Regions from separate parts of the Mus musculus genome. Here regions 2, 3, 4, 5 and 6 are each linked to region 1. The links are chromatin contacts, called in public HiChIP or PLAC-seq and promoter capture Hi-C maps. All regions are on one chromosome and are shown on one strand. Each heading gives the region's core, a stretch centred on a gene start, on an enhancer-like site or on the middle of the called end of the contact. The rest is flanking DNA. Distances are from core to core; before and after follow the strand shown.

Region 1 (4,723 bases), core at 1,071-3,570:
GATTACAAGAGTGATTTACCTTGCCCAGCATAAAATGCTTTTGACTATACACCAAGCTGGACTGCACTACATAAAACCTTGTCTCAAAAAAAATTTTCACAACTTTAATCTTAGCACTCAGCAGGATGAGGCAGGCAGATCTCTTGAGTTCAAGGCCAGCCTGGTCTACAGAGTTTCGGGACAGGCAGAGATGTTACACAGAGATATCCTGTCTCAAAAAAAAAAAAAAAAAATCAAAAAACAAAAAAATTTATCAATTTTTTGATAAAATTTAGCCAAATCAACAACTGAAACACTGGTCATTGCTAGAACTATGTTGAGGGTTCATCAACATACACCTTTTTAAAACAATCATCTCAAGTAAAAACATACCAAGTATAAACAAATGACACATTATAACACCAATTTCCTCTTTTATACTGAAAAGTTCACACAAATGAAAGAAGCCCAGGAGGAGAAAACAACTAAACACACATACACACACTATGGGTATACACAGACAAGAGACAGTAAACACACATACACACAATATGGGTGTGCACAGACAAGACACAGTACTCCCCTTTTGTTAGACCAGGAACTAACAGCACTACAGCTGGCTGTTTTCTTTGCTACCAACATCTCATGACACTCCACGATCAGAAGAACGGCCAAAAAACTGAACCCAGGTTCCAATCCATCATACCCCATGCTCCCTAATTTCCACTGAGGAAATTTTATCTCCAGGTTACAGTGACCACAAGTCACATACACAGGGAGTCAGCCTCACAGACAAGATGTTCAAAGGACTGGGATGAAACCTGCTGCAACCTTAAAATAACTTTGCCTGAATTTGTTATTGGCTAAACATTTCAAGTCATCTTGTTTTCCAACACACTTTATCAGACATCTGAACTTCAGGCAACCTGGTTATTTGAAAAAAAGCAGACTACAAAAATAGACTAAGCACGTTAACTATTATTTCCCAAGTTGTCTTTTCTCTAAGTGCTACTAAGTGTAGTAAAGGGCATATAAGTATCTGTGAAACTATAGTTCCTAATTTGGTGTTTTTCCCCCCTCTGAATTAAAACTCGTTTTTAACGCTACTCGGTGAGAAGAGACTAGCCAAAACCCGAGTCTGGAATAGCTTTTTGGATTTTAGTGCAACATGTGTCTTCGAAATACCCGCATCCTTCTAAAAAGGCTGTCCTTGCTCAGAACTTTCTTAGTTGGAAAACTACGAACTCAAAAAGGTGCCATGAGAAGCCACTCACCCGATCCTTCATTCTCCAGCTCTGCGCTAAAGATTTGGAGCCTTCGATTTTCTCACAATGTCTTTTCTTCATAAAAGCCAAAGGCAAGTTCCAATCTGTAAGGTCCGCCTCATCTTCCTCCCCGAGTCCCATAAGAGGCGACTGCAGCATCTCCGACTCCATCAGGGGAGGAGGGGGAGGGGGAGTCCTTGGCAGCAGGCGCTCGAGAACCTCCAGCCTTAAAAACTAGTGTGGACCAGAACTGGTAAAATAAAATACGGGAAAACGGGAAGCTGGGAATAGAGACGGCGGCAGAGCGTTCGAAGATCCTTATTGAGGCTAAACCTCGGAGATCTTTATCTCGAACTCTGAGCGCGAAGTTGGAGGGGGCGGGGTGGGTGGCGAGCCCGTGGGTACCCAAGCCCGCAGGACCCGGACGAGCGGCGACACGCGCGCCCGGTCGCCGGCCCCCGCAGCTCTGCAGGCCGTCAGGAGGGCGGCAAGCGGGACTGGCGGAGGCGGGAGAGACTTCAGGCCCGGCGATGACCCGGCTCTCGGCCTCCAACGCCTCAGTGGCTCCCGGCGGGCAGGCCGGCCCGCTCGCAGGGCGGCTTCTCCGACTGTGCTGGCCCGGCTGAGGCCTCAAGGGATCGGGATCGGGGGGCTTCGGGGCTCGCCCAGCGGCTCTCAGCCCTGCGGGTCCCGCACTCGCCTGAGGGGCTGCAACCTGAGCCAGGACCGGCCCATCGTGCCCGTCCGCAGCCGGGCTCCTCAGCCACCGGGCCGCGCGGCCAGGCCCGTGCTGGCCTTCTGCTTCGTGGCTCTCTCCTACCCAGGAACGAGTCCCGATACACACGCGACACGGGCCCGCGGACAGCACAGGGACACTGGGCTTATTAGGTCAGGGGAGTTTTGCCCTCTGCTCTGGAGCCACAGTGAAAACTCCTCTCATCAGCACATCAAGGAGGACGCCATATTGCCAAGGCCCAGCATGCACCGCTATCTACGGCGCGTCCAATAAGCCAAACCTCTTCGAGCGTTCTCACCGCTCTACCCCTGCTAGGGCGTAGAGCTCGGTGTTCCGTCCTCCCTTCCCCCACGCCGTTACCGAGGTTACCACGTCTTTTCTCCTTAGTTGATCTCCACTAGTAAAATAGACCATTTGCGATTGAAACTATGTCCGTTCAGTTATTTTTAAAAGCTTTTTGCTACTACAAACAAAGCTTCGTGCCTTGATATTAAAGAAAGAAACCACTTGGTTTCGTCATGATTTTAAAAGGTGGTATTTTTAAAAAGCCTCAGAAAAGACCATTGATATTAGACACATAAGACTATCGGGACTTTCTTTTGATATTTCCACTTTTAAAAGAGACCGATTTCATCGATTACGAATTTTTTGTCTGATATACTTTATTTCCTGAACAGTATATTCTTATTTTGCTACAGTTTCATGTGCAAACGTCTAAAGCTGCCCACAGAAGCAAGCCTCCCTGCTGTTGACTTCTCTGGTTCAGTTCAGTAAATCTCAGATATTGACACACTCTGAGAACTGCTTTGGTGCAATGGAAATATAAAGTAAATGTAACGAGGTGCCAGCCTTTCGTAACCAGGGTGCGAGTGAGACACTTTTTGGTTTTTTTTGGTTTTTGGTTTTTTGTTTTTTTGTTTTTTGGTTTTTTTTTGTTTTTTTTTTTTTTTTTTTTTTTTTTGGTTTTTCAAGTCAGGGTTTCTCTGTATAGCCCTGACTGTCCTGGAACTCACTTTGTAGACCAGGCTGGCCACCACCGCCCCGGTTAGTGAAACACTCTTAACCTTTAGCTAGAGTTCAGTCAACAACTGAGCCCACCTTCAGCTTTGGTGTTAGGGGAGCCTCTGTTAGTCAATGTTACTAATTTCAAGCTGCATTTTCTCAGTCTTAGGTTCCTGAACCATAAAGTTTGGATAATATTAAAGAATATTACTAAAAGGATAAAAATTTAGCTTGTAAAGATGCCCAGGCCAGCCTAAGCTACAAAATAAGACCCTTTCTTTAAAAAAAAAAAAAAATCCACTTTAAGAGAAGGGTTGAAAGCTGGGCCTGGTATTTAATCCCAGCACTCTGGAGGCAGAGGCAGGAGGATCTCTGTTAGTTGGAGGTCAGCCTGGTCTACAGAGCTAGTAGTTCCAGAACAACCAGAGCTACAGAGAGAAATCCTGCCTTGAAAAACAAACAAACAAGATGTGAAGGCATTGCAAGCCACCACTGAGAGTGAGCTCTGACTGATCCTGGTATGTTTATAAAAAGATAAAGACAGAAAAAATATGTTCTATGGGGGGAGGGGGAGGAATGGGGAAAGGGGGTTCCTCCGTAGACCCATGCTGAGGCATTCCTTCCCCCTGAGAGACCAGCCACATGTATAGAGTAGAGTTTATTCAGGGCATGGGGAGGGGAGTTAAGAGGGTAGTAGAGGCAGAGAAAGGGAGAGAGAAGGATAGAGTAGAGAAGTAGAGGTGAGCCATGGCCTTGAGCACATGGAGAGAGAGGGAAGGGAAGGGAGAGGGGTAGGAGAGAGCAAGAGCAGGAGAGAAGCAAGAGATCAAAAGCAAGAGTAAGAGAGGGATGAAAGGGATAAACAGCCCCTTTTATAGTGGGTCAGGCCTACCTGATTGTTGCCAGGTAAGTGTGGGGTGGAATTTAGACAGAATGCTAACAGGTCCCACAACTCCAATGTAGTCTACTAACTGTAGGCCTTACCACTAAAGCCTGGGTTAATCTGCAGATGTGTTCCTCAGAGTAGATCCAGGGTTGGACACAATGTGACAGTCCCTAACACAACCCTGCTAGCATCTGAGAGTCCAGGCTGCAATCTCAGATCCCTCTCACAAGCATGTGGGAAGTGTTTCCTGCTGTTTAGTTATCACCCCCCAAGAATTCCTGAGGTTACAGTATCACACAGAGCCCATTATCCTCCTAGTCTCAGAGCAGTGCACCAAAATCGAGTGTCCCCATTACCACCAGCCCCTCCCCACCACTACCAGCAGGGGCTTTAGAATTTCTAGAATCTATAGAAGAAATCATAGCACCTCCTGCTTCCACCTTGTCCCAAAGTATCCCTTGACACTTTACTTTGTAGTCCTGATGCCCACTGGTGCCATACACACATGGTGATCCCTCCAACCTTAGGCTGCAGAGAGCTCCCAGAAACTGGAAGGCCAGTGAACCTAGTATAAAAAGACCCTGGAACAAGAATAACAAGAGACCCTGGAATAACAAGAGACCCTGGAACCAAGCTGGAAGGCAAGGACCAATGCCAAGGTTGTCCTCTGACTTCCACATATGTGCTATGACACTTGTATTCATACATGTAAACATTTATACACACATACACAAACAGGCATGCCTATCCAAATTACAAGTTTCAAGCCTGTGAGTGACCCTATATAAAAATGAACAAAATGTGACTGGACCCCTAGCTCATCAGACAAACATATGTAACTCCACCTCCAGGGCA
Region 2 (4,590 bases), core at 1,654-4,153, 260 kb before region 1:
GTGCTAATCCCCAAAGAAGAGTATGCTTTAAGAAATGAGAATTAGGGGCTGGTGAGATGGCTCACAACCATCCGTAACGAGATCTGACTCCCTCTTCTGAAGTGTCTGAAGACAGCTACAGTGTACTTACATATAATAAGTAATAAATAAATCTTAAAAAAAAAAAAGAAAGAGGGCTGGTGAGATGGCTCAGTGGGTAAGAGCACCCGACTGCTCTTCCGAAGGTCTGAAGTTCAAATCCCAGCAACCACATGGTGGCTCACAACCACCCGTAATGAGATCTGATGCCCTCTTCTGGTGTATCTGAAGACAGCTACAGTGTACTTACATATAATAAGTAATAAATAAATCTTTAAAAAAAAAAAAAAAAAAAGAGGCAGTGTGGCTTAAAAAAAAAAAAAAAAGAAAGAAATGAGAATTAGAAGAATAAAAAAGCTCAGGACAGAAACAAGTGAAAGAACAAGTCAACTGGGAGCGAAAATAACAGAGAAATCGACAAGCACAAAGCCCAGAGTGGAGGAGGGGAAATCACTACAGATCACACCTTTACGACTGAAGCTGCAATGCAAGTGAAGTTCGGATGTACTTACGAAGCTTTGAGTTCAAAACGCTTGCTTAAAGTTGTTTATTTTTTAAGCTGTTGTTGTGTAGGCCTGGATATCCCTGGAGCTCCTTATTTGAATATTCACACAGAAGCAAAACTGTGAGCACTTCAGTGACGATCTCTCATATACATACCTTGTAAGCAATGCTGTTGAGGACTTTCATGGCTAAATCAGAAACATCTGGATAGGGATCAGCAGCCAGATGCAGTAAGACTCTCCAAATTTGAGTGTAAACACTATTAAAAGAAACTCCTACAAGAGAGAAACAAACAGGAGATCTTTTAGTAGCAAGTAGCTCCATCCCTGTGCATGTGATGGTGGCTTTTGAGGTAGTTTATTTTCTGAGCACCCCATGCTGACAGGAAGGAGGACTTTAGAGCTGGGGCTGCAGGCAGCTTCCCAGTGCTCAGCAAGTGAAGTCTCTTGCCATTGAGCCTGACGACTGAACTCAAATCCCAGAACCCACACCATGAAAGGGAGGACTGATTCCCTCTTACTACCACATGCATAGCACACCTGCATTCACACACACACACACACACACACACACACACACACACACACACACACACTCTCTCTCTCTCTCTCTCTCTCACTCACTGACGCATACTAACACATGTACACAAACACACACATACACACTAACACACACTGACACATATACACAGACACACACAAAGTTAAAAAGAATTCTCTTAGTAAACAAGCTTTATCATACAGGTCTCATTCCCCCCATCCCTTTTTTGAAACAGACCTCATTGTATATCAAGGCTAGCTGGGACTCACTATATACATTAGGCTACCTTTGAATTACAGAAATCCACCTGCCTCTGTCTTCCATGTGCTGGGTACACCACCATGCCTGGCAGGCAGGTCTCATCTTTTGATGACAGGGCTTTCTAAAGGAAAATGGCTAAAAAATGGTCTGCACTCGGATAACTTTGTTGTTTAGAGAATACCACCTAGTTTCCCACGCATATCTCCTCCCTCGTTCTAGGTTCCTAGATGACAGCATGGCCAGATGTACAGTTTATGTGGGATGCACAGCTGTGGCCACTGCCCTCTCTACATGTACTTTGTTACTTGTTGAGCTCTGCTTGTCCACTCTCTAATGACTGCTGACTTGCGTGCTCATCTATAGATGGGAAGTGAATCCAACTTCCCTTCCATTAATCCTGGGCTGTGTAGGGCAAAGCCTGAGCCATGGCAGCTATGTATACCCACTCACTAAGAGGGTGCCGAGGTCAAGTGGGCTGCACCTCAGCTCCTGAATACAGAGCTTCTCTTTTGAGCTGAGTAAGGCATTTCTGCCTGTCACTGAGGGGCTAAGTCTTAAGACAGGAATTTAAAAAATAATTATTTAATTTAAAAAAATGGTGTGTGTGTATGTGGTGTGTGTGTGTGGTATGTATGGTGTGTGTGTGGTATGTGTGGTGTGTGTGTGTGAAGGTCTGTATGAGCACCATGTGCATGTAAGAACCGAGTGAAGTCAAAGGAGGATCCCTGGACCTGGAGTTATGCATCAGAGGTGCTGAGAACGGAACCCACATCTCCCGCAAGAGCACTGAGAGCTCCTAACCATTACGCCATGTGTCCAGCTGAGACAGGCATCTCTATAAGGCGACAACACAGGACTGCAAAGACTCGATGTCAGTAGTTCTAAGCCTCCAGTGAGCCCAGGAAGCAGTAAGTAGGAAGGCACATGTGCCAGGAGACCTAGGCCTGTGATAAGCCTGGATGTGGTGGAGGAATGTAGCTTGGGTTGCACAGTGGCAGGAAAATCCAAAGAAAGCAGCCTTCTCACTCCGTGCTCTCTCATGTGGCTACAACTCAGAAGTAGAGGACTGACATTTCAACTTAAAACTCTACAGTTCCAAACACTGGGCTAGATTTACAAGTAAAGTCTAAGAAAACTAGTACAATCAGCTTAGAATCTCTCTGGGTGAAATGTCCTCAGATCCGATTTCCAGCTCTGAGGTATGGAGTTGCTAAGCAGCAGCTGAGGAGAGGAGAAGGAGGTGGCTTCCAGTGTACTCTAGAGACAGGGCCACATGTTCTGCTTTCAGTTTCCCCTGAGAGACAGGGAACTGGCCACTCAGATGGAGTTGGCAGCGCCTCTCTAAGCGACAGCAAGTGCTCACACAGCTACCTCTGGTACTCTCAGGCATCCTCCTGGGGAGTGACACGCTGCTTCCTGCAAAGCTCAGTTGCCACGTGGCACCAAGCTGTAAGGGATCTATCTCGAAGCTTCTGGTGAACCGTGTTACTCAGATGTCGGACGGACTGACGTCACAGACTGGGGAGGGGCTGGTGCGTGACTAATGAGGGCTCAGGCCCTCCCTCCCTCCCTCAGCTTACTGACCAAACTCAGCAGACACTGAACAGAGTAGGTAGTCACAGGTGGAGTCCTAAAGCCCCTGTGGCCTCATGGGCTGGGGTGGCAGATACAGAATAAAGAACTCTGGGGAGTCCTTTAGAATCAGGAACCCCACAGAACACTGCCAGAAAAGTCTAACAATGTGCAGGACATGGAGAAAGGGAGACACTTGTAAATATTACTGTGTAGTTTAAAGCCTATTTCAATGACTGGGCTGACTGTGGATGTTGAGCTCTGTGTGACACCGTAGCAGAGAACACAACTCTAAGCTTTACCACCCTCTGACTGGGATGGGAGGCACAGTTGTTTTAGTGGAAAGGGAAGCTGTGGTTACAAATTACCTCTTGATTTCACATCAGCCCTGATTTGCCAGGAGTGATTCTCCCTGGCTCCTTGCCAAATCAACTGCCCTGTCTTAACATCTCCAAAATACAACCTGCCACCCTCACACACGGATCAGGGCCCATGGGACTGAGGTAAGGACACTGGGTTCTGCCTCAAAGCAGAGGCAGGAACTGGGCCTGGCCGGCAACTTGCTACTTGCTAAGCTCTAGAAGGGCTAAGGATCTATTTTCATGTCTAGACTAGAAGTAATAAAAGACCGTGATGTTCTAGGATTGATTTTCAGAGCAGTGGCCACAGCTTTCTGAATAGCATGTGGTGAAGTGCAGTCTCTCAGAGCTCTGCAGCTGTTTCTGAACCTCAGAGCCTTATTGGGAAAGGACTGTATAGACACGAGGCTGCGAGTCCTCATCTAGGGCTTGAAGAGCTGGCAGAGTGAGGTCAGGTCCTCTGATGATCTGGAAATGGCCAAGACTTCTGCCAGTCTTTAGAAACACAGGTCCCAGGGCTGGGGGAGTGGTGGCAGTGGCTGGCGGTGGTGGGTGGTGGTGGCTGCGTGTGTATGTGGCCATTGTATTTGTTCTTCCTTGTGCGCCTGTCATGGTGCTTCAGAGTAAATCTAGTTATACCTTCCCTTCTGAGTCTAAGCTGTCGGCCTAATGTATAGAACCTTTGGGGGGTGTTATACTGACCCACTGCTCTGGCCTCCTATCTCCAGTGACCCTGGAACATCTGCATGGTCTTTGTAGTTGACCCTCAGCATCCTCGTATGACCCACTAAGCTTTGGTCACCACAGCAGGGACTGTGTGTGATAGGTGAGCACTCCCCCACTGAGCTACATTCCTAGCATTAACTCTCTCCAGCAAGTCCCTGCTGGATTTCTCTCAGTTAGGGCAGACACATGTGTAGCCTCTGCCCCTTGGTGCACACTCAGGGCCTCACCAGGTCACTACTATGCCGGGATGAAAAGGCTCGCCGTGCTTCCTGACTCCTCAACAAGAGGAAAATAGGGAAGAACAGAGGTGGCTAATGGCTGTCTGTCACCTTAATGCTGACTGAGCAGTCCTCACAGGGGCTCTTGGCCAATGTCTTCTCCCTGGAGTCATCCTGCCCCTGTCTGAGTGAGGCAGGAGCTTGGGGTTTCAGCCCTGACCCACTCCAGTCTCCCAGGCTTAGGCTCTGGGGTTGCTGGCTCCCGCAGGAACGAACACAGGATCAGGGCTCTGGGCTGGCACAGAGGGTGAGGGTGGGGGTGGGGGTGGGGG
Region 3 (4,503 bases), core at 1,075-3,574, 330 kb after region 1:
TCTTCCACAGTCCTGAAGAGGACTCATGAAGGTCTTGGGGAAGCAGCATTAACTCCCGAAGCATGAGATGACCCAGGATGACCGCTGTAGTCAGAGAGATAAGGGTGCAGGCCCCAACCACGGAGTTCGAACAGAGGGGCTTCCGTATATTCATGGTGAAAGCCTGTTGGTTCGGGGCAGCATGAATACTTCTGAAGGCCTGAGGAGAGGAGGAGCCAGTATCAGTGTGGGTGGGGTTTCTCACACAACACCCACACACACTGCCAGGAGGTGGAAGGAGGCAGCCAGAGCATCTTCCCCAGAGCAACGGAAGGGAAGACAGAAGCCAGGTACAGGAGACAATGGGAGACTCCTCAGAGGCAGAGGGTGTCTCTGCAGACATGGGCCCACAACACAGGTACAGACAGATGTGAGGGAGCCAGGACTTTATCGCAGGGCCTTCTGTGTAAGAGAAAAGGGTGAGTGGGAAGGTGGAAGAGCCACCACACCCAAGTCCTACCCCAAGGGGAGGAAGTTGGGAGTGAAGAGCCCAGGACTGGGCCACAGGGTTCACTAGCTGCAGGAGTGTGGGCCTTCTGGAAATGGGGCTTGGGTAGAAGGCTGGGGTGACTTCTCCATGTGGTGGGGCTCAGCACAGAGGACGGTTCTCAGGGTCACCAGACACACTCAGGAGATGGCCCGGCTGCAGAAGAGGCAGCTGTGAATACTGATTAGCACTTGGGGACCAACTGTGGCCATTGGTGAGTCAGGGTGCTTCTGGTTGGCAGTGTTTACCCACAATTCCTGTGACTTTCTCCGGCTAGTGGCTCCCCAGTTTTCCAGTCCAGGAGGGGGTTGTTAACTATGACCCGGCTGGGGCTCTGCCACGCCTAGATGCCAGTAAGCCCCAGGTTGCCGCCATACCTCTCTGATGGACTGCCTATAGACCATGGTGGTTCCGAGGACCCCTACACCATGCACCAAGTTTGGCAATTCACTAGACTATCTCACAGAACTCAGAAAAGCACTTCACTTATATTTACTGGTTGGTTGGTTTTGAAAGCTGTAACTCAAGAACAGCCAGAATGAAGAAATGGGTGGAGAACGGTTGGGAGTGGCTCCCAGGCTCCCAACACTCAAATGTGTTGATCAACTGGGATGGTCTCTGAACCCACGTGGCTGCCATGTTGAGACAGGGTCTGCAGTAGCCCAGGCTTGCCTTAACTTGCTATGAAGCCAGGGATGGCTTGGGTCCCTGCCACCATCTCCTACACGCTGGGCTTTCTGGCATTGGAGACCACAGCCAGCTCTGTTCAGTTCTGTGGGCCTTCGGTTACGTAGGCATGACTGAAATCCGTTACCATGGTGAGTGATTCTCCAGCATCTTGAGGGAGTTGGAGTGCTTGCGTAGGCTGCAGTTTCCTACCCTCCAATCACGCCTTGGTCTTTCAGGTGCCCAGCGGCCATAATGAGCCACCATAATGAGCCACAGAAAGATCCAGTGTGTGGATCTGGCTCGAAGACCAGAGACCCATTTTGTCTTTACTGCCGAGTAAGGCCCAGCTCCACCTGGCCCTTCCAGACGTAAGTGACACTGACCATGATTCAGCATCTAAGGACACTCGCAGGCTCAAATTCTGCGGGGCAGGGTGGGAATCTGCATTTTCCAGGACCCTCCAAGGAGGCCGCAGGGCGCAACTCAGAAACACACGCATTAGAACAAAGTCCCAGAAACTGGGAGCAGGCAGCTGAGGCCCGTTCTCTCAGCCACAATTTAGAGAAAAAAACATGGGAAGGAACTGAACTCAGAGGCCACGGCTGACCTGGTGACCTCAAGCTTGCTTTCTGGAAAGCAGCTGGATCGCTGCGTCACCAGGCACAGGCGTGTCCAAATCCAACCTGTCAGACACGGGAGGTCAAAGTGAAGGTTCTCGGTTTCTCTGTGCCTCAGTTTCCCCCTGCGTCACATACACACAGAGCTTTGCCCGCCTGGTACTGCGGGCACGAACTAGAATCCCGGACTTTACCGGAGCCTGCTGTCTTACTAAGGTCACCGTCCGTGGCTGCCTGGGTCGGGGGTCTCACCTATGCCGCGTGTCTCTGCTCGATTCTCCAAAGCAGGAACTCGCTGACAGTCGGCCCTGCCTGCCTGGAGGAGGCCGCTCCTCCGGAGGCTCTGGGGCCGGAGACAGCCTTCACCAGCTCGCCCAGCTCACCTGCGCAATCACCCTCCAGGCCGAAGACCCCCAGGCTCAGCGGGCAGCGTGGGTCACGTGGTCTGTGGGCGGGGCTCGTCCGCGCGGACCTCGTCACACGACCTCCTGCGTAGGCGGCGGAGTCCGTGTGAGTGTTATCGCTGCGCCCCCTAGTGGCTGAGGGCGACAGTGAGCGCAGGTGTTGGAATGGCAGCCATAGGACGTCATCGCGTTGCAAAAGCTCCAGTAGATTAAACCAGCCCAGACCTGGAGTCAGAGTCAAACACGTGATCGCACAGAAAACCTACGATGGTGAAACAGTAAATGATCCGGGGCATTTGATATAAGTATGATGCAGGTCATACATTGAGCCAGAAGCCCGGGGTAGTAGTGCAGGCATGTGATCCCAGCACTCGGGAAGCAGCAGCAAGAAAGATTGACAATTTGAGGCCAGCATACGACACCTGGTGAAACTCTGTTTCAAAAACCAAAGTTGGCAGGCCGGATGTAGATAGGGGTAGAGCACTGGCCTACCATGTGCAAGGCCCTGACTCTCCTGTACTGCTGGGACCACTGGGGGGTGGAGGGGCATTTGTGCCTCTGGCTGTCAAACTTTTGAAACAATGTACACCAAGAAATTCAACGCCCCCCTCCCCATCCCATGCTGGGAGAGGAGAAAGGCCTGAGAAGACGGTGTCCTCAGCTCTGGCAGCTTGTCGGAGCACAGTGTGTGCAGGCAGGATAATGAGAGCCAAGAGGACTGGCCAGCGAGGGAAGGTGGATGGACTCTGGCCAGCTTGAATGTGCTGAGCTTGGCTCTGGCAATCTTTCCCTTGTGCCCATTCCCTCTGCCTTGCTAAAGAAAAACAAAACAAAACAAAACAAACAAACATTAGATTACATTCCTAAAGCTAGCCATCAAGGTCTCTTCCCTTATTTGGCCACTTCCTCCGCCTAAGGCTGACTGCCAGGGGCCAGCTGTTAAAGTATTGAAGTCCAGCAATCCGAAGCCCCCTTTGGTTCATGTAATTAATACACCAAACCAAACCTTACCACCGCATGCTAGCCCATCCTAACACAGGCCTCCCCTTCTCTCTTCTTTTTTTTTTTTTTTTTTTTTTGTGTGGTTTTTTGAGACAGGGTTTCTCTGTGTAGACCAGGCTGGCCTCGAACTCAGAAATCCGCCTGCCTCTGCCTCCCGGGTGCTGGGATTAAAGGCGTGCGCCACCACGCCCGGCCCCTTCTCTCTTCTTAAAAATGACACCAGCAGCCAACAATGGCAGCACACGCCTTTGATCCCAGCACTGTGAGGCAGAAGCAAGTGGAGCTCTGATTTTCAGGACAGCCTGGTGTACATACAGAGTGAGTTCCAGGATAGCCAACGGTACACAGAGACCCTGTCTTGGGCCCGCCCATCCCCCCTTACACCTGCCGAGTCATTTGCTGCTGTTCTTCACCTTTGTTCCTGGTGGCTTGTGCCTATTCTGGGGTCCGACAGGGAAACCCCTGCTCTGCAGAGGTCTCCTAACAGACAGGAGCGTCCCGTGACCAAGCATGCTTGGCTACACAGCTCTTCTGCCCTATTCAGAGTTAGAGCTCACACCAGGACACACCCCCGCCCCCAATTTGTTCCATTCCCATCTGTTTTACCTCCCAAAGTGGCCACACCAACTAAACCCCCTTTCTCTGCTGTTCACTGTTGTCTCTTTAATTGGTACTGGAGACAGGCGGCTGAGCCTAGTTCCCTAGGGCTGTCAGACGATCAGAAAACTCTAAAACAAGCCCAGCCAGAGCTTACAGGTGCACTACTGAAACAGCTGCTGCTTTCACCTTCCTTCCTTCCTTCCTTTCTTCCTTCCTTCCTTCCTTCCTTCCTTCCTTCCTTCCTTCCTTCCTTCCATCCTCCCTCCCCCCCTCCCTCCCTCCGTCGCTCCTTTCTTTTTTTAAAAAAATTTATTTACTATGAACAGTGTTCTTCCTGCACGTCAGAAGAGGGCACCAGATTCCATTACAGATGGTTGTGAGCCACCATGTGATTGCTGGGAATTGAACTCAGGGAACCTGGAAGAGCAATCAGTGCCCTTAACCACTGAGCCATCTCTCCAGGCTAGCTTTCATTTCTAAACAGCAAGTACTGGAGAAGGCCACGTTTCGGTGGGTGTGTCCAGGGCGGGGTAGGCGGGTGAGTGGAGCTCTTGTGTTGGAGCAGGGTGTGTGTGTGTGTGTGTGTGTGTGTGTGTGTTTGTGGAGGGATGAATAGGGTGGGTGGGGCTGGGGTCTCCCCAGCTGCTTGGCTGTTTTTAGATATCAACCTTTTGCTGGGCAGTGG
Region 4 (4,493 bases), core at 1,123-3,622, 380 kb before region 1:
AGCAGACCTACCTGCAGCTCCTTGTCTGAGTACTTCTGAGGGTTCTTACTCCCTTGGCTCTTCTTGCGGAGCTTCTTCAGCTCAGCCTGACACTTGTCCAGGGCGTCCCCTTTGCTCCTCTGTTCCGTTTGGTATTTCTTCAGTGCAGCCTGGAGACCCAGGATACAACCACAGGGGCCCATGAGCCTCACAGGAAGCTTGATGCTCCCTCCCCAGTCCTCCCCACTCTCCAGCACAGCAGGCTCCAGATGGCCAGACTGAGGCAGGAGGTCACAGCTGCAGACCTCATTGTCTTCCTCTGACAGAACCCCAATCTCTAAGAACAAAATTAGACTTGGGAAGCAGCCTGGCTTCATTCCTTGCCCCTAACAGTAGGCACAAAGCTATAAACTCATGTGGTGAATACTACAGTAGCTTTGGCTAACAGGCAAGGATAGTAAGGCATGAACAGGGGACTCATGTGGGTTTTACAGAAAAAGCCAAGTCATCAGCTATATGGCAAGTGGCTGAGAGGCACATGGAACATCAGATGCAATGGGTTCTTCTCTAGGCCACTAGCATGGAAGCCCAGAGGGGAAAATAATCCTTCAGGCCTACGAGACAGATCTCCAGGCAGAGGCAGGGGCAGGCTTGGCAACGGTGGCCCAGCAGGTATGGCATAGGCTGTACTTACACTTAGATACCTGGAGTCCAGTTCTACTTTCTGCTCCAGCTGCGTGAGCAGCTCATTGTGAAAAGACTTCAGCTGGACACAGGGAGGAAACAGACAGTTAGGCAGCTCTAAGGCATGGTGCACGAGATGGGAGCAGAGCCAACCTGGACATTGGTACCAGGAGGCTCCTAAGGGTGAGGACTGGACAAAAGTGTTAAATAATCAAGTCTGTCAAGGTCTTGACATCCTACCTCCCTCCATCCTCCCTTTGCTGGGTCATTCAGGCAAGGGCTAAAGGAGCTGGGGCAGAATCCAGGTGAGTATCTGACTTTACCACCCATCAGGATTGGGACCTGGCTAGGGCTATCACCAAGGCACAGGGGATTCTTCCATGGAGCCACCTCCCACTGACCCATCACAGGTCCCTGTGTCAGCTGAGCATTAGATCCTGGCTCCCTTTCTTTTTACAGGGCCCGAGACCATAAGTCATCTTCCTGGGAGATCACTGTGGCTATGGAAGTCCCAAATGGACACACAGCTGTAGCAAACAGCCAGTCTTCTTCACTGACACCTGATGCCCTGCTCACTATGTCTGCTCCTTGAACCCATGGAAGAGGTCCCACAGCCAAACTCACCGTCTCTTCCAACTGGTTCTGGATCTGCCGGTGCACCTCAGCCATCTGGAAGAGGACGTCCCCTGGAGGAAAGAAAGTGGGTTAGAGATTTCCAATCACTGTGCCTACACCAGGGCTAGACACTGGACACCACAGACATTCTGTGACTCTAGACTCTAGATGGGAAGGGAAGGAGGAACAGAAAAGTCTAAAATGATGATCGATTTGTGACTGAGTTAGAGTGCCTGGTGTCCCGTGGGAGCACTAATGTCCAGCATGAAGCACATGCTCCGGACAGACATTGCTCAGGACAGACATGTGATAGACATGTGATAGAAGAACCTGTGCAGATGGGCTCTTCCCTTGGCACAGCTCTGAGAACAAATGAGCACCTACACAGACCTCACACTCACTCAGACACCAGCTACACCTACACAGACCTCACACTCACTCAGACACCAGCTAGCCAATGATGTCCTTCCTGAGCCCCACACCAGAGCAGAAACACCTCCTAGTATAGGACACAGGGAATTAACTACTGTCTCTGACCCAAGGCCTCTCTGCCAGAGTTCATAAGAAAAGAAATAAGAGCTAAATGGCACTCTGGGCTTGGCTCCTCATCTGGCTCCAGCCTCTGGAGGAGGAGCTAGTCTCAGAGCCACTCGCTTTGGCAGAGTGTGCCCTTTGTACCAGTGGTGCTCCAGTGACTCTGGGATCAGCGGGGCTGGTGGGCCCAGAATGGCTGGCAGGAAGGGGGACTGATGCTTTGGACCAGCTTCAGTGGCCACAGAGCACTGCTCATGGGCGTGGTGTGGGCGTGGATCTGGCCCCATAAACACTTTTCAGCACATGAGCACTTCAGGGGCCCTGCTGTGCCCGGCCTACCTATGAAGAGAAGCTAAGACAACAGAGGCTCAGCAGCTCAGCAGTCAACGCCATCTTGGCTTTTTCAGCCTGGGTATCACCTAGCTCATTCCCACTTGCCTCTGGCACACACTCCAGGCTAGACTAATGTCCGGTTTTTTTCTAATGTTGGGCTGAGCTGAGCCTCCAGCCGTCTGCAAAGTCATCACTAAGCTGACACACACCCATCCCCAGCTTCTGACAAGTATACAACAGAGAGAGAGAGAGGCAAAAGAAACAGCCCCGAGGACCAAGGGCCAGGCACACTTTTTTTCAGTCCAACAGTGACTCATCAGTAGATCCCAGCACCTACCTCCCACTCCATGCCTAGAGATGAGGCCGAAGGGTCTTGGTTAGCTACTTTGCTGTGTTCTTGACCCACAGTGTGCCCTCCTGTTGTCAACTGAGCCTGAGACCCTAGTTCCTCTTCTTTTTCCAGGGCCCTGAGACCTCGAGTCACGCTCAGGGTCTCATGCTTAGTTGTCACAGGGGGGCATGTAATGGGTCAGGTACAAAGGCACCTAAGACAGTAAGCCCGCCCGCCCGCCCTCTCTGCCACAGGCCCGCCTCATCTGTAAAATAAACGCCCTCATTTTCTCGTATGTGGAGAAACCCAGCAGTCTCGCTCTACTTACTTGGTTGGCAACTATCTGTTAACTCCCTTTGAGGAGTCCCAGATACTGGCTAGTGCTGTGGACATAAACGAGGAGAGCCTATGCCTGTGTCTGAAGCTGGAACCCTTTCAGATGCAGGCCTTTTCTCCCAAGGAGCCCTCCTTCTGGCACCCACTATCACCAGCTAGAAACCAAAAGGAATCCTCTGACAACTTTCCTCTAGGACCTCAGCTTCCCTCTGGGAGTTCATCTAGGACGCATGGAGGTCAGATTCTTGGGAACTCTCTTAGTCCCAAAAGTTGTTTTAATATCAATGATCACAGGGACCCTGAGCACAGTACAGGTTGCCTACAGCGGCGAACACGGCTTGCAAGGCTATGCCAGCCAACTGGCCCCAGTCAGCAGAAAAGAACTCTCTAAGTCAGCAGGGTGGTCAGTGGCCCATGGTCAGACTTACCCTACCAGCCCCACTCTGCTTGCCCACCACCTCCCTGCAGTTCATCCTCTGTGGGCAAAGGGCAAACTCAACAGCTGCCTGGAACTTTGTATAGACCATCTAATTTACCTGGATACATGTACCTGTGGCTGCCAGGGCTAAAAACCTCAGCACAGCTATCTGCCTACCACCCTGTCCCAAGAATCTATGACCACAGGCCTAACACCACACTCCTATAACACAGGGGTACAATAGTCCCCCCAGAGACTGAACTCCTAGAGATGACAGGGCTGTCATATGGCCAACAGGAAGCTGTGATCACAAAGTCAGTGACAACCTACACACAGAGAGACAGGGCAAGTAGCCTCTAAGGTTTGCCAGGTCCCTCTGAAAAGGATGGAAGTCCCATTTGTAGCACACTCTAGATCTGGACTCTAATGTGCTTGAAGGGACTGAGGCAGCAATTAATGTGAAGGAGCCTGGTCTCTTATTGCTGGTTGAGAGGCAGAGACAAGAGGGTGAGGCCAGTGTAAAGAGGAAGGCCACAGGCACAGGCACAGGCACAGTCCCCATGAGCAAAGGCCTTGGTTACCACTGACACACACGCACAGCCATGCTGACTTTCAGCAAGCTATTAGGACAGTGTCGCTCATGCTCAGAACAGGGCTCAAAGGAAACCCAAAGTCACAGATGAGAGTTTTCTACACTCAGGCCAGAAGCCACTAGCACGCAAGTCAGGACAGCCATGTGAGTGAGTGGCAGATCCCAGGATCCTCTGTGCTTTTCTGCAACTGTAAGTCCTGTAGGATGGAAACCCACAGCCCTTATGACAAGGATGAATGTACCTGGGGAAACTCTCTTGGCTTTCTGCATCTGTAAATCCTATAGGATGGAAACCCGCTGCTCCGTGACAAGGAGGTACCCAAGGAAGCTCGCTGGGCTTTGTTTGACCACACTCCCATGACTCAGAGGGTCTTGGATCCACCTTCTGGCTCTCAATGCCCCATAGACACCTGGGAACGGACTATAATTTTACCCAAGTGGAAAGCAGGTGACCACAGTGGGCTCAAACTCTGGCCTGGGCAGGGGAACCCACTGGAGTCCTTGGCAGCACTGCACTACTCTCTCAGCTTTGTAGTACATCCACTCTTCCTTTCTGAGGACAATGCCATACAACCAACTCTCAGAAGGCTACAGGGTCTACAAGAGGAGGGATGGGGCAGCAGCGACCAGACAAACTATGCACTTAGCTAGAAGTCTCTCTATAGGTTGGT
Region 5 (4,388 bases), core at 1,198-3,697, 300 kb after region 1:
CTGAGGTCCATGGCTGGAGAAAGGGGTTCTGAGGTCTGTGAGGGTTTCTGGAGCCTTCCAGGACTTGGTCCCAGTGACCACAGTGGCTTTGGGAGCATCAACTAATGTGACAGCCCCCACCCCCTCTTCCCTGGTAGGCACAACCTTTGAGCTGACCTGGCTGCTGGTGAGGTGAACTGGAGAGTCAGGACTTTCCAAACCCTAGTTCTTCCTCTGGAGACCCAAACACAGCTGAGGATGAGGGTGTAAGTGGATTCAGCCCGGCTGCACCTCAAAGGCCACTCTGGGTGGCCCGCTATTGATCAGCACGTGACAATTCATACAGCTGGCGAGCTAGGTAGAGTTTGCCAGGTAGGGGCACGTGGCTGCAACCCAGCACTTAGGAGGTGGAAACTGGAAGAATGGGAGTTCTAGGCCAACCTGGACTGCATATCAAGTTTGAGGCTAATCTGGGTTACATGAGACTCTCACAAAATTGAAAACAAAATACAACAAAAACCCAAATCAGGAGAACATTGCTTGGGACTGGGGTGCAGTTCAGTAGGAGAGCACTCACTGAGTGTGTGTGTGAGCCCTGGGGTACACACACACACACACACACACACACACACACACACACACAGTGGATGAGCTGGGTATCTCACACACACACAGAGAGAATGGATGAGCTGGGTGTGGTCTCACACTCACTCTTACACACATACTCACAAACACACACACTTACACACACACACACAGTGGATGAGCTGGGTATCACACACACATACACACAGAGTGGATGAGCTGGGTGTGGTCTCACACTCACACACACACACTCACTCTCACACACACACACTCACAAACACACACACTCACACATACACACAGTGGATGAGCTGGGTGTGGTCTCACACATACACACACACACTCACACACACACACACACTCACACACACAGAGTGGATGAGCTGGGTGTGGTCCCACACTCACACACACTCACACACACTCACACACACTCTCACACACACTCTCACACAATACTCACACACACTCACACACACACTCACACACACTCTCACACACACACACACTCTCACACACACTCACACACACATACTCACACACATACACACATATACACACACTCACACACACACAGTGGATGAGCTGGGTGTGGTCCCAGCTGGTTGGGAAGCACCCACGACCTTAATCCTGGGCAGCAGAGCAAGACTTGGTCTCAGAAAACAAACAGAAAGTGGGGCTGGTAGGAGGGAACTTATAAGGTTAGAGATAGGGGTGAGTCCAAATGAGAAAGAAAATTTGCCTCAGATCTGGCACCCTCGGGGTAGCCTTAGCTCTCTAGAATCTTCTCACCCTGCCCAACACTAGAGTAGCCTTCCTGCATGCACGGTCCTCCTCTTAGGAGACCTTCCCGTCAGTCAGCCTTCTCAGAACCCAAGGCTCAGCCTCTTGCTTTGTCTGATAGGAAGAAACCTCTCTTCTCTCCCTCTCCCTCTCCCTCTCCCTCTCCCTCTCCCTCTCCTTCTCCCTCTCCCTCTCCCTCTCCCTCTCCCTCTCCCTCTCCCTCTCCCTCTCTCATACACACACATTCTCTCTCTTATACACACACACTCTCATGTACACATATACACACTCTTACATATGAACACACACACTCTCATGTACACATATACACACTCTTACATATGAGCACACACACTCTCTTTTATACACATACACACACATATACACAGTCTCTTACACATGATCATACACTGTTTCTCCTCTCTCTATCTTATACACACACACATATACACACTCACGCACTCTCACCCACACGTATACACACTCTCTTACACATGAGCACACACACACACACACACACACACACAGCCTGGACGGAAGGTTAGAACACGTGGCTGACATATGTAGCAGCTAAGCCGAGGGCCACCCAGCCAAGAGGGGAGGACGGTCCCCTTTGTATTCTTCTGCTAAAATCCAGTCCCTTGGTCCCAGAAATATCAGTGAGAATCCGTCCACTGCCTCCAGACACCTGCTTTCCCCTCCACTCAACCTCAGTAACCCGAAGGTGTGACCATAAATCCCAGCATTCCTTCCACCCGTCAGCCCCTCTGGCTCTGTGGGGGGATGGGTGCAGCAGCTCGAGAATGTTCCTGCGCTTTAATCAAGCACAGCGAGACAAACCGTTCCCTTCATTTCCCAGGCGCCATCTCCTCTCAATGAGGGAGATGGCCGCAGCCCCTCTTTGCCTCAGAACAGCTGGGACCCTGTCCTGACCTGTCCATTGTCCTGACCTGTCCACAGTCCCTCTGGCATGCTGACTGGTTCTGGTGGGACAGACTCTGCATTTGCCTTCCTGTCCTGTAGCAGTGATGGTCGGAGGCTCAGTCTTAGGCTGGGCTGGGCTGTACAGCAAGTGAGGAGCAGGTTTGATGGCACAGTCATCTGGGATCTTCCCACAGGAGCAGGGCCTTATATACAAGGCTTAAGTGCAAAGGGAAGGGCCAGCACATTCCCTCCTCTTGGGTCTGATTGGCTGATGTGAGAGTTGCCACCACCTGTTGGGAGATGCCAGGTATCTGGTCTCCCCACTGAGGGCTGTGATAGAGGGTGTGGTGGCAGCCAGGAGAACCGTCCCTCCTTCCTGAGCTGTCAGCCCAGTTCATTTGCCTCTACTCTTGGAAAGAACCTAGGAGGGTTGAGATGACTTCGGGGCCTTCCTCGTTCCCATAACCAATTACAGGAATTGCATAATGATTCCAGCAGGCCCATTAAAGGTCAGCATGTCATAAGGGGACTTGGGCTGTGCCAAAAGGGACTCTTTCTGGAATCTAATTGCTTTACTGGCTGGGATCCTTACATCTACATCCGTGGTCCTCCTCTTCTGCACAGTGGCTCTTTGACCCCTCCCACTGCCAGCACTCAACACAGCAGGCAGTGACCCAAGCACTCCCTCTGGTGTGCGGGCACCCAAGAGTGCAGTGCCCAGTCTGCAGTGCTTATGGGGTACCTGCTGAGCGCCCACACCTCTCACCTCCTTTAGGCATGCAGGCCTCCTTCCAAGTCTGAGGCTCCGGGCTTACTCCTACACCAGCCTTTGCACCTGCTGTTCCCGCTGCCAGGAACTTCCCTCACCTCCTTCTGACACCACTCCAGGTCCAGCTTCCCATAAAAAAGGCCCTTCCAGGCCTTTCTATTTTAAACTGCAGGCTTCTCGTCTGGGCCCTCCCTCCCCCTTGGCCTGTTTCACTTGTCTGCCCAGATCTATTTTGTGGTCTGTTTTTATTTTTTTCTCCCCCATGGCACATGACAGTTCTCGTCTTTCTTGTTCTCTGTTCAGCCCCACCCCTAGGACAGTTGCATGAATGTGGGGCAATGGAATATGCACAGACGGCCTGGTCTCCAGTCGAGCTGAGGCCATGAACCTTGGTGAAACCCGGTGGTGGTAATTTTCGCCTACATGGAATGGAAGGAGTTCTCTCATGTCTCCTAGACCCCTGGCTCCTGTCGAAGTTACTGCCCCCACAGCCCCCACAGGAGAGGCTCATGGCTTTCAGTCATGTAGACAATGTCCCAAGCTTCTGACCTTCAGGCTAGACTCCTCACAGTTACCTAGCAACAGCAAGATAACAGCCCACTATAAGAGGGGCTGCTTGGCCCCTCCTCGTTTTCTAAGCTCTCTTTCTCCAAGCTTTTACCTCTCTCTAAGCCTTCACCTTTCTTACTCTCTAACTCTCTCTCTCTCTCTCTCTCTCTCTCTCTCTCTCTCTCTCTCCTTTTCCCCTTCTCTCCTCTTGGCCACGGCTGGTCTCTCTCTCTTTATATCTCCTCTCTTTTCCCCTGCCTTTCTACAATAAAGCTCTAAAACCATAGACTGTCTCTGCTCATCAAGACCCAGACTAAGGACTTGGCCTGTGTGGGAACCACCCAGCACCCCTCCTCTTTCCCCCTGCCCCCTCTTCCTATATCTCCAGGGCCTAGTGCTGCCCCGGGGCCCCTATTCTGTTCTCAGCTCCTCCGCCGCATCCAGCGAGAACCTGGTACTGGGGGCTGCCCCTTATCCACCCCCTCAGGTGTGAGGTCAGTGGCTTCACACAACCAGATGCCCACCCGGGGCTGCGTGGAAAGGCTCTCTCCCTCCCCTCTCTCCCCCTACACCCACGGCCCCACACATGAATATTGCCTGAGTGAATGGATAAAACTATGTCAGGCTGATAGATGCTGATCAGGGTGGAAGGATGTTCTTCCTGCCTGGGTGGGAGGACCTTAGGGATTTTCATCTGCTCTTCAGGTCTCAGGCTAGTCTCCCAGGTCTCAGGCTAGTCCCCCTGATGAGGAAAAGCCACAGCCACTTTGCCAGGACCACAGAGTCAAACAGAGCAAGAACC
Region 6 (4,271 bases), core at 918-3,417, 340 kb before region 1:
CCTGTACTAGCACCACCATACATCATACACATCAGTGACAAAATACAAAACGAGAACAGAGCACAGGAGTCAATGACTAGGCCTCAGTGGATACAAGAGCCACCTGCCTACACTGCAAGAAAGCCCTTCAGACATCTACACCCGACCTGTGTCCAACACCTCAAAAACTCAAAAGATCTCATCACCTCATGTTCACATGGAAGGTTCACCAACCACTGCCCCACCAAACCCACAGTAATTCCATTCTAAGCTCCCAGCCTGCTAGCCCTCAATCAGTGCCATGATCCAGATCTTCTGGATCCAGATTCTCTGCCACTGCAACAGCTCTGACTGGACATCCAGATGAATTACAGCAGCATGTGAGTGAAGCCTGAAGCCGTTACGTGCAGGCTGACTGCCCGGGCATGAGTTTTACTAAGGAGAACCATGGGACTCTCCAAAGCAAAGCTACTCCTCATACCCTGCGTGATTCTCACCATGGAAGTTCCTCTTTAACGATTTCAGTAAAGAAGCAAGAAAACCAGACTGTGACCAGTATTTCTTTTCCCATTCCCCTGCAGTACAAAGCAAACTGTAATGGAACTAATGACTAATAATTTAATAAACCTCCCTCTCCCGACAGCATGTGCTTCCGCAGACCAACAAGAGGGGAACATATACCATGGAGTCTACAGATACTAAACATAAAGAACAAAAGGCTGTTCTCAATCTTGTTTGCCGGCAGCTTGAACATGGTTTTAGAGCTCCTTCAGCCCCTACACCCACCTTCAAGGTTCCTCCAGACCCATGTAACTACAACTCTAAAGCCTTTATTAAATGATGAATTAAAGTATAATCTGCCCCCGGGACTCCAGCTGAAACCTAAGCAGCCACCCTGGAGGCTTCCATCTGCTGTAGGCAACAGAGCAAGCACAGCTATGAGGGTTTCACAGGCCATTGCCTAGAAAGGCACAACCATGGTTGGTTCATACAATCAGAAACTGTTGCTCTCGAGCAGAGCACAATCCCATTTAGCCATGAACCAGCAACTCCATGTGAAAACCTAGTGGCTGGTGGAAAGCCTTTCACTCACCCTTAAGACAGTTTTGAAATAAAGCACAGCTTTGTAAAGAGGACTGCCATGCACAGGGCAGGGCAGGAATTTCTCTCTTGAAAAAAAAAATGTCACTGAGAACTGCAGCGGACCTGATGCCATCAGGGAGCCCCAGGCTGTGCTGTTGAGGGTAAGGGGCCAGGGCTGTGAGAACCCATGGTGAAGAAATAGGAAATGGCCCGTCCATCTGTACCCAAAGCATGGACATAACATGACACCAGGGGGCTTGCACAAGGCTCTGCAGTTCTTCCATGAGAAACTGTCATTTCACAGATTAGTATGTGAATGCGAGACTCTTAACACATATCAGAAGCAAAAGCAGGCGCGTCAGCCTCCTACACAATTAGTCTTCTCCCTCTGCGGTTACATAAGATGATGGATTATCTGTCCACCCATCCAACCTGTCCGAGCTCGACCTCCCACTTTGGGCCACGTCCATTAACACTCGTAAAGGAGTTGTGGAAAGGGAAAGCCTGTTGAAGAGAAAGTGCCCAGAGGCTGGCATAACAGCACCTAGAAGAGCCCCACGGTGCCACCGCGCCAAGCAAGCGCAGGGCGACCGCCCGCAGCAGCCTGCAACCTCCACGCCGCCCCCGCTCCTTGTTCCCCTCACTCTGGGATGCAGCGGACCAGGCCAGATCGCAGAGCAGCCCAGGCCCTGAACATCTCGGTCCCTCCGGACGCCAGGACAGACAGGCGTACTGAGGGAGCGCGCGGGGGCTGAGCGGCGCCGTCGGGGTGGGGGCGTCCACTCGTGCTCGGGGACGGCGCGGGCCGCGGCGGGCGTAAGGACCCTGGGCGGGCGCGGCCACCTGTGACCAACGGAAGATCGGTCCACCACACCCGCAGTCCGGGAGCCGGTGCCCTGCTCGGGCCTGAAGACCTAGGGGCGACTCGGAGCCGCGCTGGAAACTCACCTTGTAGACATTTTCCGTGAGCCGGTGCATCTCCTCCGAGCGTGAAAGCGACATGGTCCTGGGTCCCGGCTACACCACAGACCAGAGCAGGGGCACGGGTGGCGGTGAGGAAAGCGACAACTGCAGCAACAGGAAAAGGCGCGCAGACCAGGACCACAGAGCGCGGCGCCCGGCGGCCGCTGCTTTTATAGCCGCTGAAGGCCCCACCCCACAAAAACCCCGCCTCCGGGCCCCGCCCCCGCCGCGCCCGGATCACCGCCCCCGGCTGTCCGCCCCCGCCCAGCCTAGCCGCTGCTAGGCAACCGCCAGGCCCGCTCCTGCGCCGTCTTTTCTATTGGTAGATTTCGGAGGCGGGGGCGAAGGGCGGAGCTAGAGGAGGGACTCGGAGGCCGGCTCCGAGCGGCAATTGGTCGGCCGCTGGGAGGCGGAGGCGCGGCGCGCTGAGGCCCTGGAGCTGCCTGAGGGGGTCGGAGCGACAGCCGGGCTGGGGGCGGAAAGCGGGGGCGGGGTGGCGCAGGAAGAGCTAGCGCGGGGTGTGGGCGGTGCGGGTGGCACCGGCGCGAGCGCGCGTGGAGGCGGCACTCGGGAGGCAGCGATCCGAGCTGCAGGCCCTCAAGGGTCCCTCAGGAGTGCGCGACAGGGGCCGGTGGCTCCCGCGCTATTGCAGGTGAGTCGGCGAGGCGTGCGTCGACCCTGGACGGTCTTCCGGAAGGGAGGAAACCCGGAGCCGGAGTAGGTGGAGACGGAGGAAGGTGCTGAACTCTAGCGGGAGAACCCTGAGCCCTGGAGGCAGGATCGGGACAGGGTGGGCCCTGGGGCGGGTGCTTGTGGTGGACTGGTGCTGAACGGAGGGTGGCGGCCGACAGTTGGGTCTAGAATTCCGGGAAGAGGACCCAAGAGAGGAGCGAGGGAGACGTGGAGCGAGTTCCATGGGGTGGTTCGGAAGGGAATTGGGGCGGGGGCGGGAGTTGGGTGGATAGCTCCGGGGGAGGAGCCTCTCAGCACAGCTTGGAATTGCCCAGTAGCTGATGGTTTAAGGAAGGGTAAGGCTTGGCTGAGAAAACTGACCAGGTTGGCACACGGGGTTCCAACGCGGTTCCCTTTGAAGAAATATTTACATCAATTAGACGAACAGAGAGGAATTATTTGCTTTACATTGTAAAACACCAGAGCTGAATGTTTCCTTTTAATTAAACATAACACTCCAGCATCCATTTCCTGGACAGCTGGTTACACCACTCCAACAACCCAGAGGACACAAATCCAAGGCGCGGCTGTCAAGCCTCAGCAGGGGACTCAGACGGCCCCTATTCACTTTGCTACATGTGTAAGGAGAAGGAATTCAGCCCACTGTCCTCTGTTTCCTTGTCGTCTATGTACATCTCTGTGTACATCTCTGTGTATCTGTCTTTTCTTGGGTTCTTCTTGTGACAGAAAGCCAGCTTAAACTAACTGGCTGTCAAATAAGGACTTGTCAATTACTGTTCACTGCGACTGGTTGGTTACAGCTGCCCCTTCATCTCACTTTCTAGTCCATTTAGACCAGCATGGTATGGTGCCTACTCAAGCACACACTGATCCCCTCACTGATCAGAAAGCCAACAAGGAGCTGTGCACTGGGGTAGAAGCAACTCCTCCATGCTTGCCCCAGGCCAAGGCCATGGAGGAGAACTAGAGGTGGAGGCTGGCAGCAAACACTTGGGGTCTGTCTGAAAAAGGGCAGAGAAGCTCCCCCAAGAAAAGTTCCCATGGCTTGGACCACTCCCCCTTCCACAACATCCCAAGACTCTTTCCTGGGCCTGCCTACCCATAGTCACCCCATTTCTGTGCTACATGGGTGGCAGACTCAGGTCTGTCCATGTCCCAGGCAGGAGGCTGGCCAGCTGCAGCAGAAACCCACAGTGGGAAGAGGGTGTCAGGACAGTGTCTCAAACCTGCCTGCAGCTCAGAGCTCTGTGACAATGGCCGTCCTGACAGGACTTGCTGGGGTTGGAAGGGGACAGGAGAGAGGAGTTGTGTTCCCTCCAGCTCTTTATTGGGGCTGACCATAGCCCGAGTTCAGACTTCAGCACGGAAGCCTTTCTGACCCTGGAAGCAGCTCCTTTAATAGTAGGGGGCACCAATGGTCAGAGGTCAGGTTGCTGAGTGGGTGGGCACACCATAAGCAGCATGCTCACAGATCAGCAAGACTCTGGCTCCAAGTGGATTAGGGGGCCACTCTTTCCCTGACTCCTTTTCTTCCAAAGCCCGTTACAAACTTC

What was found. Promoter capture Hi-C pulls out the DNA fragments that hold promoters and counts their contacts. HiChIP or PLAC-seq counts read pairs in DNA pulled down with a chosen protein or histone mark.
Region 2: a contact with region 1 is called in an H3K4me3 HiChIP or PLAC-seq map of bone marrow-derived macrophages, with 4 times the contacts expected there. The contact joins the enhancer-like site here to the promoter of Rptor in region 1. A contact is called at or near these places in 18 of 39 promoter capture datasets (the 3T3-L1 cell line, the C10 cell line, the HPC-7 cell line and 11 more), 3 of 484 Hi-C or Micro-C datasets (CD4 T cells, bone marrow-derived macrophages and cortical neurons), 20 of 115 datasets of contacts at active chromatin or transcription factors (the 230-238 cell line, the NIH/3T3 cell line, T-cell acute lymphoblastic leukemia and 11 more) and 4 of 9 other capture datasets (adipose tissue, embryonic stem cells, liver and 1 more).
Region 3: a promoter capture Hi-C map of the HPC-7 cell line shows a contact between it and region 1. The contact joins the promoter of Gaa here to the promoter of Rptor in region 1. A contact is called at or near these places in 2 of 39 promoter capture datasets (the HPC-7 cell line and erythroid cells), 1 of 484 Hi-C or Micro-C datasets (embryonic stem cells), 2 of 115 datasets of contacts at active chromatin or transcription factors (embryonic stem cells and pancreatic cancer cells) and 3 of 9 other capture datasets (adipose tissue, liver and pancreatic islet).
Region 4: a FOXA1 HiChIP or PLAC-seq map of pancreatic cancer cells shows a contact between it and region 1. The contact joins the enhancer-like site here to the promoter of Rptor in region 1. A contact is called at or near these places in 1 of 39 promoter capture datasets (the HPC-7 cell line), 1 of 484 Hi-C or Micro-C datasets (cerebellum), 3 of 115 datasets of contacts at active chromatin or transcription factors (bone marrow-derived macrophages and pancreatic cancer cells) and 4 of 9 other capture datasets (adipose tissue, embryonic stem cells, liver and 1 more).
Region 5: a promoter capture Hi-C map of hippocampal neurons shows a contact between it and region 1, with 2.8 times the contacts expected there. The contact joins the promoter of Card14 here to the promoter of Rptor in region 1. A contact is called at or near these places in 5 of 39 promoter capture datasets (the HPC-7 cell line, hippocampal neurons, liver and 2 more), 3 of 484 Hi-C or Micro-C datasets (CD4 T cells, cortical neurons and erythroblasts), 4 of 115 datasets of contacts at active chromatin or transcription factors (the SCID.adh cell line, astrocytes, embryonic limb bud and 1 more) and 2 of 9 other capture datasets (liver and pancreatic islet).
Region 6: an H3K4me3 HiChIP or PLAC-seq map of embryonic stem cells shows a contact between it and region 1, with 13 read pairs. The contact joins the promoter of Baiap2 here to the promoter of Rptor in region 1. A contact is called at or near these places in 6 of 39 promoter capture datasets (the SN4741 cell line, cranial neural crest, embryonic stem cells and 3 more), 1 of 484 Hi-C or Micro-C datasets (embryonic stem cells), 5 of 115 datasets of contacts at active chromatin or transcription factors (astrocytes, bone marrow-derived macrophages, embryonic basal ganglia and 2 more) and 3 of 9 other capture datasets (adipose tissue, liver and macrophages).

Annotation. Positions count from the first base shown.
Region 1 is chr11:119,600,502-119,605,224 of GRCm38.p6, reverse strand. It overlaps Rptor (regulatory associated protein of MTOR, complex 1), which reads right to left and starts at 2,320. Exons shown (of 34, transcript NM_028898.3): 1 at 1,254-2,320. The coding sequence starts at 1,415.
Region 2 is chr11:119,861,819-119,866,408 of GRCm38.p6, reverse strand. It overlaps Rptor (regulatory associated protein of MTOR, complex 1), which reads right to left. Exons shown (of 34, transcript NM_028898.3): 21 at 739-857. Among named protein-coding and RNA genes, the nearest start is that of Rptoros, 30 kb to the right of the region's middle. Within about 2 kb of position 2,903, at least 167 of the 459 cell types and tissues checked have an H3K27ac peak or open chromatin away from gene starts, as enhancers often do. A contact at or near this core is called in the 230-238 cell line, the NIH/3T3 cell line, adipose tissue and 6 more, where this site is marked.
Region 3 is chr11:119,265,784-119,270,286 of GRCm38.p6, reverse strand. Gaa (glucosidase, alpha, acid) reads right to left here and starts at 2,324. Exons shown (of 20, transcript NM_008064.4): 1 at 2,065-2,324; 2 at 1-199. The coding sequence starts at 154.
Region 4 is chr11:119,977,645-119,982,137 of GRCm38.p6, reverse strand. Baiap2 (brain-specific angiogenesis inhibitor 1-associated protein 2) reads right to left here. Exons shown (of 14, transcript NM_130862.4): 4 at 1,288-1,349; 5 at 674-745; 6 at 12-149. Among named protein-coding and RNA genes, the nearest start is that of Mir3065, 35 kb to the left of the region's middle. Within about 2 kb of position 2,372, at least 44 of the 459 cell types and tissues checked have an H3K27ac peak or open chromatin away from gene starts, as enhancers often do. A contact at or near this core is called in adipose tissue and pancreatic cancer cells, where this site is marked.
Region 5 is chr11:119,305,827-119,310,214 of GRCm38.p6, reverse strand. It overlaps Card14 (caspase recruitment domain family, member 14), which reads right to left and starts at 2,447. Exons shown (of 23, transcript NM_130886.4): 1 at 2,278-2,447.
Region 6 is chr11:119,940,988-119,945,258 of GRCm38.p6, reverse strand. Baiap2 (brain-specific angiogenesis inhibitor 1-associated protein 2) reads right to left here and starts at 2,167. Exons shown (of 14, transcript NM_130862.4): 1 at 2,011-2,167. The coding sequence starts at 2,064. Gm11767 (a long non-coding RNA gene) reads left to right here and starts at 2,165. Exons shown (of 5, transcript XR_001780400.2): 1 at 2,165-2,677.